Linked DNA regions of Rattus norvegicus: region 1 is linked to region 2. The links are chromatin contacts, called in public Hi-C maps. All regions are on one chromosome and are shown on one strand. The core of a region is the stretch at or near the end of the contact, and the rest is flanking DNA. Distances in the headings are between cores, read along the strand shown. Region 1 has its middle 58 kb from the start of Irx3. Region 2 overlaps Fto (FTO, alpha-ketoglutarate dependent dioxygenase).

Region 1 (6,673 bases), core at 450-2,949, 210 kb after region 2:
GCCAAGTTGACATTGAAAACCACACTGTCAGTCACAGTACAGTAGGAAGGGAACACACACTCACAAAGAAGATGTGATACGGGGAAACATGCAACAGCCGGGTGTGTGTGTGTGTGTGTGTGTGTGTGTGTGTAGGATGGGTGGAAGAAAGGCTGGGCACAATGCTGGACAGGCAGGCAGGCAGGGTTTCTCTGAAAAAGCACCTTCTGAGCTAAGGCAGGTGCAAGACGCATATATATATATGTTATATTTAATATCATGTTATAAAGTATATATTTTAATATATCATGAATATATTTCAATATCACACTTTGTGATGTTATATTGTGTTATGTAATACATTTATTATGAAAAGCTTCATGGATCTTAGATAAATATTATATATACATTATATGGTACGACACTATAATATGCAATATAATATAATGTGAATTGTTTTAATTGAATTGGTATATTAATATATGATCGCATCATATTACAATACAGTAAAGATGCAACTATGTGAGAGGACAGGGAGGAAGGCTGGGTGTGGTGCCACGTGATTTTAATCCAACACCAGGGAGGTAGAGGTAGGCAGATCTCTGTGAGTTCAAGACTGCTGGTTATTCTATTTCCAGGATAGCTAGGGCAGAGAGAGAGAGAGAGAGAGAGAGACAGAGAGACAGAGAGACAGAGACAGAGAGAGACAGAGAGAGAGACAGAGAGAGAGATCAGTTTAGCTTGAGGAAATAGCCCTGATTTGAGTTGATTTAAGTTCTGAGCTCAGGGTATGCTGTCAGAGTGAGAGCAGCCCCGTGGGCCACCTTCTGCAGGTCCCTGTGATTCAACATAGGATGAAGACTCTACCAGCCACTTTGAAAAGATTTCTCGACTATCTAGTTGAGCCTGGATTGGGATGGGATCGATCTGTGTCATCCCTTGTCAGACCAAGGAGACCAAACTGATCACACAGGCTTGATGCGGCGAGATCCCCCCGACTGCTGGATGTGCTAGGACCCTTTCCTGGACTAGGAATGGGAATGTCTCTGATCAACTGAGAATTTCTCTGAGATCCTAAGGGCCGTCAGTTCCTCTCAGGCCCAGTAGAAGAAACCTGCATCTAGCCTTTGCCCCAAATCCACTCTGATGTCTTTGATTAAATTGATTTGCCTGTGTGATTTGATGTTGCTTCTCTCTAACTTGCAGACTGGACCTTCATCGGTGGCATCCATGACTATGGTTGTTTGCAACAGCACAAGGGCAGCCCTCCCCCAACCCAGACAGTTAAAACTACCACCGACCGCTGCCACCACCCATTGACAACAACAAAATCTTGGCCCCTATAATGGTTTGGATGCCTAAACATAAAGGATGTCAGCCAGGGGACAACACATGTCCACATCACACAGCCCTGACTTGGAGCCAACACAGACATCATCTATTCAAATCACAAACAAATCGTTGGCCCTTGCTATCTCCAGTTAGTCGAACTGGAAATCAGGAGAGCGGCAGCATTTGCAGGCTCTGTCAGATCTGAACTGCTTATGGTAATCAAGAGGCAGCTTCCGAGGGAGGTTACAGAGTGTGGAAATAACCAGCTTTGGTTTTTAAAAGAAAAGCTTGTTTGGTTGTGAGAGCCAGGTTCTCCCCCTGGCCGAACTCACTTTTGCCTCCTCCGTATGACATGGATGTTGATTTGAAAGGTCCCCGGCTGTTGGCCTTTGCGCTGTTTATTTAAGGTGTTTGTACAAGAACAAGCTATGGAGGAGCAGGCCAAGAAGGCCAGGGGGTTATTGATCATGCTCACACGAGGCTGCAGCGTCAGGCCACGTTCTGTCCATTGATTGCTGATTGCTCTGTGAAGCCTTTCCCCCTCTCCAGTCACAGACACATTCATGGTACAGACAAATGTAATCACCACTTGCTTGCATGACTGTTGTGATTCCGAGCCATTTTTTTTAGACCCTGCGGTCAGCCTGTAGAGAGAGAAGTGGGAGGGAGCTGCTTCAGACACATTTCTACCCTCTACTGAGTAGTGCTACAAAGATTGCTAATTCTCTCTGATGAAGCTATAGCTCTGTCTGGGTGCTGGCCGGGCAGCCAGATAGAGGATTGATTTACTTGATAGGGAATTCTTATGGGTTTGTCAAAACTGGACACCCTCGATCCTCTGGGAACCGAAGGGCAGAAAACCCAACAACCCTTCCGATTAGCTACCTGCCTGCACCCTGGGAACCAATAACAACAGGGGCCAGGCTGTGTGATAGGTGTTTGCTTTGTCTCTGCAGCCTGGTTGGGCTTGGGGCACGAATAGACTTATCCTGGAGCCGCAAAGACGCTAACCAATAGACACCCCCATCAAATCCTTATGTTTGCAAAGTTGCAACTAAGTGTCCAGATGTTTAAGTTTGCTTCCTCTAATGGATCAGCAGGCTGTATACAGCTCTTTCATTCCGTGTTTTGGTGCAAGGAACTTTTCGATTGCAGGATCCGGTCCCCACCTCAATGAATTTATAGTATGTAAGGAACAGTGGTTTTCAAAGCATAGCTTTCTGAATTATTTCAGAATTACCTACTGGTTTGGTTTAAAAGGCCAGTTTCTTGGCAGCTTGCTCTCTCTCTCTCTCTCTCTCTCTCTCTCTCTCTCTCTCTCTCTCCCTCCTCTCCTCCCACCCCAACCCGTTTCTTTTTCTTTTTAAGGATTTTTTTGGGGGGTATGTATATGCCAGGGTGCACTGTGAATATCAGAGGACAACTTGAAGGGTAAGCTCCTCCTCCTACCACATGGGATCTGGAGATCAAAGCCAGCTCCTCAGGCTTGGCGACAAGTGTCCTTACCTGCTGAACTGACTTGCTGGCCCTGGAGTTTGCACTTCTAATGAGCCTTGGATGTGGATACCTCTGGCCCAAGGAACCCACATTTAAGAACTAGTTTTGAGGTGCAGGTTGAATGTCCTGCTGCGTGTTGGAATCACTTTTGAATAAATAAGATGCCCCGGGGGCCTTAGTTGGTGAGATCTGGAGCCTAGGCATTTAAGTCTCCTTTTTCAAAAGAGGGCCCCAAGGTTAATTCTCACGGGCAGCTGGGTTCCAGAACACTTTTCATAGTCAATAGAAGTAAGAGTAGAAGGTGGAAACATTTTGCAGCAAGTATGAGACCCTGATGCCTGTCAGCTGACACTTCGTTCCGATTCAAGCCCTGGCACTTTCCTTAATCTTCATGCACCTCCGTGTCTTTGTCTCCAGAGCTGAGAATGTCTAACTCCGAGCGAGCTATAGTAAGCTTCAAGTACGGCAATCTGCACGCCTGGCAAATAGCGTGTCTGAGACACATGCTTCCGGTACTGTCCTTAGGGTGCTGTGCAAGCAGGCTTGGCTCATTTTAACTTAATCGTTTGGTATATTTCCAGCCCGATTCTTTGCCTGGGATACCAGTAGAAGTTTGCCCTGTTGGATTTTCTGAGAACTGCTTCTTCAATGCTGCCTGGAGGAATTCCTGCCCTCTTTCTTTCTTCATTCAAACACCAGCAATCGGGTCTCCAGCAGCCCCAGCTCCTTAGCAAGAATGCCCTGTTTGCAGCTGTGGAAACATTCGTCATCCAGTGTAACTAAGCAAAACACCCCATCCTGGGACGTGTCTAATACACATGCCGGTGTACAGTGCCAGAAAGCAAATGGTCCCCAAGAATAATTTGCAAGACAAGCTGCAGGCACGTAGCGAGAGCTGGCAGGGGCCAGAGGATCCATTTGTAAAAATATGATTGGCAGACAGGTTTGTTCATTTCGTAACGTTCTCATGTGCTGCGGTTGGTGCTGTGTGTATTTTTTTTTTAAAAAGTTCGTGGAAATAATTTAGCCAGAAGTACCGCCACCAAGACTGAAGACCTCAGTTTGAGTCTCTGGACACACACGGTGGAAAGAGGAGAGCGCTAGCTCCACTTTGTTACTTTCTGACCTCACACGTGCATAGCAAAATAAATGAATAAAGTATCTTTTTTAAAAGAAAAAACACCCTCCGCCTTTGGGTGGGTGGGTGGGTGGGTGGGGGACGGTTAAAGAAAAGGCAGGAAGTTGAAAAAGGAGACTCCAGGCTTGAACATACACAGGCAGGCGGGAGGGTGGTACAGAAAGACCTCAGGCAGTGGAGGAGGGTGTTTAGGGGCGAGCAGGGGTCGGGAGGAGTGGGGACACACTTTCTTGAGTCAGCTTCTGGAGTAGAGATGGCAGTGGTGACAGAGCCCACTTGTTTCAGGAGCTTTTGCAGAACAAGCTGGCTTGGTATTTACTGAGGCTACCCGGGAGCTAGGGCCAGCCCTACAGGTCACCAGGCACAAGTGTTTGTTGAGTCTAGTGGTGAAGAACCTGGGCTCAGACAGCTCTGGCTTGAAGCCTACCAACACTTGGGGTTCTTCCTTTAGAAAATAGGCACAATGACAGTGTGGTAGCAAAGGACAGAGCTGTCCCCAGGATCCCAGGATGCCCACTCAGAACCACTCTGTTATCATGGAAGCTTATAGCTTTCGTCCGCTCAGATCCTGTTGGGTTCTTTGAGCTCTTTTTGGATACCTTACCCTGCTTACCCTGCTCAAGGAATTGGGGACACAGAGCTGAACAGGGTGGGTAAGGCCTCCGCCCGCAGCGAGCCCTTAACCTAATCCCAAGAGGCTCAATACAGAGCCATTTGAGATGGGTACCTGCATTCCTCCAGGGCACTGCCACGAGGGAACATGGAACCTGGGCACTGCAGGATGAAGCTGCCTGCTTAAAGTTCCAGACGGGGCGTGAGCACCTTCAAAAGCCCCGTGTCTGCTGAGGCGTGGTGACTGGGAAGGGCAGAGAGGAGCCAAGGTTACCGCCGCAGAGTAAAGAAAAAAGCAAATCAGCGGGAAGAAGTGGTGTCAGGTGAGTCCAGCCAGTGGGCTCTGGGAAGGACTCTGGATCATCCCAGGCTGGTGGGAACCATGATAAGGTGTGAGCATTGTATCCGCGTGACTTGGTGGGATTTTCATTTTGAGATAGTCCCCAGGGCTGCCGTGGGAGAATTAAGGAATGCAAACAGGAGTAGGGGACATCAAAGAGCTCCTGCCTTCTGCACATGGCATGGGGCTCACGGGCTCAGACTGCCCTTGTTCGCTTCCTTGTCCTGCCTCCCTTACTTGGGGGCAAGAATCAGAGAACACGGTTGCTGAGCCCAGGCCCTCAGTGGCCCTCTTTGCCGCAGTGATGAGCTGACTGTGGTTGGAGGGAAGATCTGCCTGCTCACAGGGACTCACAGCCCCCACTTTCTCGTGGGGGAAGCTGTATGTTTGCCAGAGTTCCCCAACCGGGAAGTCAGCAGCTCCATGGATGGACAGCCTTCCCCAGGGATGGTATGCTACCCCGGAAAGGGGACTTCTGGGCCACTTCCGTTCTTGGAGGCAAACAGATCACCAACACATGTAGCAGATGTGCTCTGCCTGGTACCCAGATGCCTGGCCAAGCTTGAGACGCTTATTCCCATCTTTCTGGGGCCATCTGCTTTGGATACCAAAGGAGTCTGGGCCAGGACATGTGACCGCATCTCTCCCCAGCCTTCGGGCCTTCTCTGGGGCTCAGATCCATGCGAAGGCCATGGCTTTCTGTGGTAGAAAAGCATTAGGGAAGGCGTGAGGAAGAGAAGCTCTTATGACCCAAGCTGGGTGTCACAGAATCCCCTGGCAGGCTGGCAGGACTGGGTTGGTCACAGGAGGCTTTTGGAAGCTCCATTCTGGATGCAGTCAGAGAGGTAGACCTTTCCTTCCAATGCATGACCCCCTCCACGGTCCCTTCTCTAAGCCCCTGACTTGAAGATACCTCTCCACATCCTGTACGTCTTCTAGCCTATCTTCGTATCCCTTCGATTTTTATAGCGGACCATTCGTACGTGAACTCAGTACTAAACAAGTGTTATTACCACTTTGTGCATTGTGCACCGCAGAGGTATAAATCCCACATTAACCCTGTCCTAAAGAGCGGCTGAGTGCATTTTAATAAATGTCCCCAAAGGTTTCAGTGTCTAGTAGCCAAACGGAATAAAAAATGCACACGCGTTACAGGGCGTTATGAACCTTTCTATCAAAAGTAATAATAAACAGACAGCCTGTTGGGCCGGGCAACTGGGTTATGTTTTAAATCAGTACATCGAGAGACAAACCGAGGCTGAGGTGATTATGGGATATGATCCAGTGTGGCCCAGCGATTTCCGGGGGCGTTGGGGGGATGTGGGGATGCTGCTTCGAGCAGGTAGGCCTCCTTGTCTCTTGACACATTTCCATTCTTTCAAGCTCTCATGCTACATGGTATCAGGAGGAAAAAGGCAAATTAAGAAATCTTTGCCGTGCTCGGATATTTAATATAAGCAGCCAGATAAAAGCTAGATGCACATCATCTGTCAGCTGAATAAAAATTCAGATGAGGTATTTTCCTGATGCTGTGCCAAGCCCCATTAGGAGAGTATTTTATTTTCATGTGTCAGTGACGGCATGCTGTTGGGGCCAAACTTCATCAGGCTATAAGGTGCTACGTGATGTCAGGCACAGCGTGACCTTCTATCTCTGGCATCCCGTCCAGAAGGTGATGACTTTGCCACCGGCTTGCTTTATTGTGCCCCGTTTGGGATCTCTACTCTGAAAGTCTCCGGAGTTAATTAGCCGTTTTGGTTATCAACCCAAGGCAG
Region 2 (6,703 bases), core at 3,528-6,027:
ACAGTCCACTCTGCCTGACAGACAGCTTGTTATAGCTTTTAAAGAACTGGGCAAACCCTCTGATCTGACCCCTTCTTGACCTCCGCAGCCCAGAGGTCAGTCTGCAGCTAATAAAATCCAAAGCTCTTAGGGTCTACTGTAGAAGCAGGCAGAAGAAAGAGCAGCTGCAAGGACTGAATATCCCAGGATCGGCTGCTTTGGGGTCACTGTCTGATAATGAAAATGATTACCAAATTATATGGAAGTTTAACCGCAATAGTGCGAGAGAGGAGGGCGGAGCCCAGCGTATTAGGTTTGATAAATGAACTGTGAAGAGGCCCATCTGGCTCTCCGCATCCTTCCTCCCCCTCGTTCCCTACCAAGGGGAACATTTTAGAATAACAGCAGTACACATAGACTCAATGACCCATGCACGGAGCTGCAGCGGATTGAGATTTAATGGTGGCAGTGCAAGGGATTATCATTTGAAAAGTACACCAAAGAAAAGGTACAGTCCAGTGTCCCTGCCTGACTTGTTTTTCTAGATAAATATCTAAAAACCAGCGCCCCGGCTTACTTTGTACATTCCCCAGGATATCACCTGGACTACTGAAAATGCGGAGGTGTTTATGGTGTAATTACCCACGTTAAGCTTCCGGGATGAAGCGGCCCCCTTTGCCTTGAACATGTCAGAAGGAGCACCCAACATTTTGTTCCTGCTTGCTCGGTTCCAGTGATGGAGGCTAATGAAAATGTTTTGCAAAAAAGTGGGGGAGGGTATCCATTTGAGTGTCTGACCCGCCCGAGTAGTGTCACAGCCCTGGGTCTCTGTGTGGCTCACGGGCACTGTTGTATTCCAGCCAAGACCTGGCAGTTTTTCCTGAAGAGATGCACTGTTTATCCAGCGAGTAAAGTTTGTTCCCCAGTATTCATTCCACAAACACAGAGTGCCCTGCGTCAGTGCGATGCTGGACACCACACAGCTCTGTCCTTTTCTGCAAAGATGACAGTCACCTCATGACTCTGCTTTCTGAGACAAGAACAGTTTTACTTAGCAAACATCTGTGTGTGTATGTGTGTGTGTGTATGTAGTGTGTGTGTGTAGTGTGTGTGTGCATGTGTGTGTGTATAGTGTGTGTGCGTGTGCGTGTCACCTCATGACTCTGCTTTCTGAGACAAGAACAGTTTTACTTAGCAAGCATCTGTGTGTGTGTGCGTGTGTGTATGTAGTGTGTGTGTGTGTGCGTGTGTGTATGTGCGCGTGTGTATGTGCGCGTGTGTGTGTAGTGTGTGTGTATGTGCGTGTGTGTGTGCATGTGTGTATGTAGTGTATGTGTGTGTGTAGTGTGTGTGTGTAGTGTGTGTATGTAGTGTGTGTGTAGTGTGTGTGTGTAGTGTGTGTATGTAGTGTGTGTGTAGTGTGTGTGTGTAGTGTGTGTATGTAGTGTGTGTGTAGTGTGTGTGTGTGTGTGTGTGTGTAGTATGCTTCACAATGCTGTGTCTGTGAGACCCTGCTCTACAGCCAGTTCCATGGGCATGGGGACATCACAGGTTACTAGAGAGGCAGTGAAAGGCAGTCACGGGTAGTATGGAGCTGCTCTGTGCGACCTGCTCAGCTAGCGTGTGACCATAGCAGTCTTAAAAGACTAGCATGCGGTGGCATTGAAAGCCCTGACTCTGAGCTGTATCGTCTGGATAACAGAAGCCTCCCCTAGACTGTAATTATATTGAAATAGAAACAAAGGCTACTAAATGTCACCCAAACCTGTACGTCTCTGGATTTGACTTGACTGTGTACTGGGGAGGAAGGTATGCAGGGAGGGATGGGAAGGCTCGGGCCGCCCACTGAATGCTTGAGAGTGAACAGCGCTGCCCATTGGCAGGCACTGCCTTAACTTGTTGCTGAATGAGGAGGAAGCACAGCCATGAGAGCAAGGTCATCCATGGGGGGGGGGGGTTAAAGCTGGAGATATAACCCAAAGAGAATAACATGGCATCTGACCCAAAAGCCACTGTTATGAAGCACACGGGGAGTGATGGTTCAAGGCTGCGCAGGCCTCACACTGTCTAGTCACAGCACACCCCCTACCCAAAGCAAAGCCCCGCTGTCTGAACTAACCACTCTCAATTTCCCCTTTCCTTACAGTCATTGGCAAATACTAATTTCTTTCTGTATCTAAAAATTGGCCTGTTATGAACGATTTTATAAATAAACACAATTTTTTTCTGTGTAGCCTAATATCGGGTTATCCATGTCATGACATGTAAGTACTCTATTCTTCCTGGTGTTGAATGATATTTCATCTTATGATTATGCCTTATTTTACTTACTAAGTTATCAGCTGTCGGACATCTGGTTGTTTACTTTGGGACTCTTATGAATAACACACCTCTGAGTATTCATGTGCATATTCTGGCAGGTTATGAAAAGGCATAGCATAGCTCTGGTTCAATAGCAGGCATTCTTAGCATGTGCAAGGTCTGGGATTCAATCTCCCATAACAGACTCATGCACACGTATGTGTATGCACATATGCATGTGTAGGTGTGTACATGTGTGCACACATACTGAGTGATATTTCTTCTCTATTGACTTGACTCAGTGTTCATATTTATTTCTCTATCACAGGATAAGCAAAGTATCTGTCAGCTTGTCTGACACTTAGAACACCTGCAGCCAGAATCGTTGTAGCATTTAATAGTCTCTTCCATTGCAATAATGTCCCATCCCAGCAAGGGGCCTAGACAGTGTTCGTGATGTGTGCCCGGCATCTGCCAAGGCACCTGGCATTCCAACGGACTGCATGAAATCTGTCCCAGTCTATCCCTGTGCTTCTGAGTATTTTGTGTTTTTTTGTTGTGCCTTTATTGCTGTTGCTTGTCATTAACCTTGCTGAGTTGGAACCTTGAACATAGAAGGAGGTCTAATATTGGGGATGAATGGGAGTTATTTCTCTGACCTTGTCAAGGGCAGAACACTTACAGCTGGAAAGATGGTGAGATCTTGAACCCAAAGCTTTGGACATAGGCTAGTTGGGAAAGAAGACACTGAGGACTCTGCCAGGATCAAGACAAAAAAACACAGTCTCATTCTTGAGCCAGTCATTCCTAACTTCCCTGCCTTGAGTGGAAGAGAAGTAGGTCCTGGTGAGAAGATGGCGCGTCAGGGAGGTTGGGTCAGGCTCAAAAGGCCACTCAAAGGCTGTGTCTCTGAATGAGGTTTGAGTTTAGTCCATTGGGGCCACTCCTGTGGCTTCAGGTCTGTCTCGGCTGCTCTGGGCAGCTACCTTGTCCTAGTTTCCTACTGCTATCCTGAGCCTAGGTGACATCCCATTTGGGCCACAACTCACTTCCAGTTGTGCTAGCAGTATGTGTAGTTATTAGCCCTCGGGTACCCTGAGAGGTGGAGACACTCACCTACTGAGATCCACTGTGACCGTGTCATCTGACTACGTCTGATGATGCCCTTCATGCTCCAGAGAGTGGCTGATTCTTTGGACAGCTAGCTAGCTGGGCACTAGGAGTTTTAGCATGAGTTTGTAAGTCACTATACTTTGCCAAAGATGAATCAGGACGGCACTAGGAATACACAAGGGAGGCTTGAGAAGCTGGGAGGCACTGGCCTACCAAGAGCCATTGGTTATGTTGTTGTTGTTGTTGTTGTTGTTAGTTTTTTCTTTAGTGTGTCTGTCCTTCTCCTGTCTCTGGTCTCTCCCACCCTCAGCAAAAGAACATCCTTGGTGTCCTTGAACCGGATTACTCCATAAAACTGATAACGCCATCAAGCCCCTCATAAATGTAGGGATTAGAACATTATATTCAAGGAGAGTAAGGACTGATGTTACCTTCTGTCCAAGAGGCAGCAGCTGACCTTTAGGTGGGCAGTGGTGTTGTTATTACTGCCATTGTTACTATCATTGGAACAGCTTTACGGGGACAGAAGCCAATTGGCTTCTGCATATCTTACTTATAAAATCAACGTGTGGGCCGGCGAGCTGGAGCTCTGCCAGGCTGCTGATTATGATGAGTCGTTGGCTGATCTTCTGGACAGTACTTCTTAACTTGTGTGAGAAAAGAGTTACTCACTCATCGGCTTATTCAGCAGGTATTTCCTGGGGGGCTGCTGTTCTCCAAGCCCTGCTCCAGGCTTTGGAAAGACAGCCGTGGGCATAACTGAAGAGCTGCCTCCTCCTTACGGAGAGCTTCTCCTCTCCTTGGGGGTGGGAGGGTGGTAGGCACTGTTTACCCTGGGCGAGCCTGCATAGTGTGTCTGTAAAATGCACAGAGCTGAGTAAACAGCTCTCAACAGATCTGAACCAAAGCCATCCCGTTCAGTTTAAAGATAGCAAATTGTCCTGTCTGGGCTTCCCCATACGTGGTCACTTGAGATGACTCTTTCCTTTGTAGTTGTAGAGGCCCCCAGAGAACAGCAGTATCCTCAGGAGCACCGGCCCAGGGATTCCACACTAATTGTCACTTACCTGCTCCCTGGCTACAGCTTACTTTCCCAGACATTTGCCACCTTTTAACACCTTCACTCTAAGAAAGGTTTAAGTTGAGTCCAAGTGTTGTATTGGGAAATCCCCCTGAAGAGAGCACTTGTAAAACCACACCTGTGACATAGGTGTTGGGGATTATGGGTGACAATGGGCTGTCCTTTATCAATGGTTGTTATTGTTGCTGTGACTGGTGTGAGTCACTTGTCGGTTCTGTAAATATTTACTGAGTTCCTAGCTGGTACTGTCCTAGACCCTGGGGCAGCAGTGATGAGTAACCCCTGATTAGAAGGGGATTGTGTAACACAGAGCAACAAATACACAGAAAGAGAATGAGTCACAACTTCATGGAAACCCGGGTCCCAGAGAGGAAAGATGGGGATTCTCCTCAGGTGCTCTAGAGTGACTCACAGTAAGCCGGCCTCTGTGAGGATTACCCATCCTCTGCAACACCGTGCTGGCTGCTGGTTGGTAAATAAACTGCCCACCCTTGAGAATAAGCAGGAAGGAAAGAAAACCATGTTTAATATGGTATAGGGCTTTGGATAGAACCTTGCATGAGATTCCTCATTCTCAGTTTTGAATGTAGGACAAAGCAGGTTTTTTTCCTAGAGCAAATTGTGTGACGATGACATAGTGGTTGTCCATGTAGGATCCAAATCATACCGTCGGGGCTTGAACTTGGCTCCACTTCCTAACTCTAGGAAAGGCACAACTGAAGATCGTACTAGACATGTTACTCAGCTTCCTCTGAACCTCACTTCTTCTGTTAGTAATTTACCTGGGGATAATGGTGGGACCTACTGTAAAACACCTAGGACAAAAACCCGACACACATGAGGTACTCCGTAAGGTCATCCTCATCATAGGTCAGGTGGAAGTTTGAATGCGAATGACCCTCGTAGGCTTGTGTGTTTGAATGTCTCATTCCCAGTTGTTCTGGAAGGATTAAGAGGTGAGGCCTTGGAAGAGATGTGGTCTTGGAGGAGGTGTGACCTTGTCAGGGAAGGTAGGGTAGATCTGGAGGTTTCAAAAGACCCTTGCCAGGTTCAGTCTGTATGGCTCCTCCTCAAGGATCAAATGCCCAGCTCTCAGTTACTGCACCAGCACCATGTCTTCCTGCCATGTTGATCCTGGAGTCATGTACCTCCAGTTTAAACGCTCTCTCCTATAAGTTGCCTTGGCCATGATGGTGTCTTCTCACGGCAATAGAATAGGGTCCAGATGGACCAAAAGAACAAAGTGAAGAATGAACGCAGTCCGTCTTTCAAACTGCCCTCTCCTTTGACAAAGTGTCTTGATGCCAAGTCCCACTTGATGCCAGCAAGTACCCAGACCTGGTACTGCTGAATGGGGTTTGGAGAGGAAGCCTAACCTGGGCTAGTTCTTCTCTGGGCTTGGGCTAGGTATTCTTACCTATAATTGACAGATGTACGTATGGCTCCAAGCTTCCTTAGCATCTGGGCGTAAAAATCTAGGCAGTCCACAGGCATTTTGGATCAATTCAACTTCACCTAAAATACAGCGTCTTGATCCACATGACCTCCAGGCAGAGGGCATCCTCCAGCCTGGGTCAAAGATCCTCAAGAGCAGCAATCATGGACATGGCTTTCTCCGTTCTTTCCTTAAAATCTGGGGTGGAGCCACTGTTAGCCCTAGTGACAGCCAGAACTAGCTGAGAACTTCTGAAGCTCCAGGAAATGTTCGGTGTTCTCTGTGACGAGATTGCAGCACAGGACACAGAGCACCTCGCCCAGGGCAGCTGCTGGTCAGTAGTAGAGATGCAACCTAAGCCAGCATGCCAGGCTCCACTGCTGGGAGCACAGCGGCCAAGCCGTCACACACATGTCACCCAGCCACTCGCATGCTTCAGTATGTTGACTTCAGTCTCACGGTACAGGACATCCAGTGCTTTAGGCTCTTCCCTGCTGTGGAGGTAAGCAGGTGTGTGTCCGTAAATCGGTATTTCCTCTGCCAGCTGAACACACCTCCCCCTTCCAGCTCTGAGTGCATCTCTCCGTGAGGCAGTTGTCTGCAGCCCATGCTGTATGAGTCTCGCCGCCATTAGTCTTTTAATGGGAAGTCTCCACCTGTTATAGCTATGTTGTTTCTTTTGTATTGATCGCAATCTTTTCAGAAGAGAGTGGGGAGGAAGATGAGAACATCCAAGTTTAGCCTGCAAGACCCTGTACACCTTCCAGGTCAGGTAATTTCGGGGCTGTGTTAAT

The links. Hi-C and Micro-C count contacts between places; a contact is called where the count stands out from the background.
Region 1: a contact with region 2 is called in a Hi-C map of liver, with 2.9 times the contacts expected there. The contact joins two enhancer-like sites. A contact is called at or near these places in 3 of 12 Hi-C or Micro-C datasets (hepatocytes and liver).

Annotation. Positions count from the first base shown.
Region 1 is chr19:31,439,982-31,446,654 of GRCr8, reverse strand. No RefSeq gene overlaps it. Among named protein-coding and RNA genes, the nearest start is that of Irx3, 58 kb to the right of the region's middle. Within about 2 kb of position 1,699, at least 3 of the 93 cell types and tissues checked have an H3K27ac peak or open chromatin away from gene starts, as enhancers often do. A contact at or near this core is called in hepatocytes and liver, where this site is marked.
Region 2 is chr19:31,654,900-31,661,602 of GRCr8, reverse strand. The region is part of intron 8 of Fto (FTO, alpha-ketoglutarate dependent dioxygenase); the gene reads left to right. Among named protein-coding and RNA genes, the nearest start is that of Fto, 210 kb to the left of the region's middle. Within about 2 kb of position 4,777, at least 11 of the 93 cell types and tissues checked have an H3K27ac peak or open chromatin away from gene starts, as enhancers often do. A contact at or near this core is called in hepatocytes and liver, where this site is marked.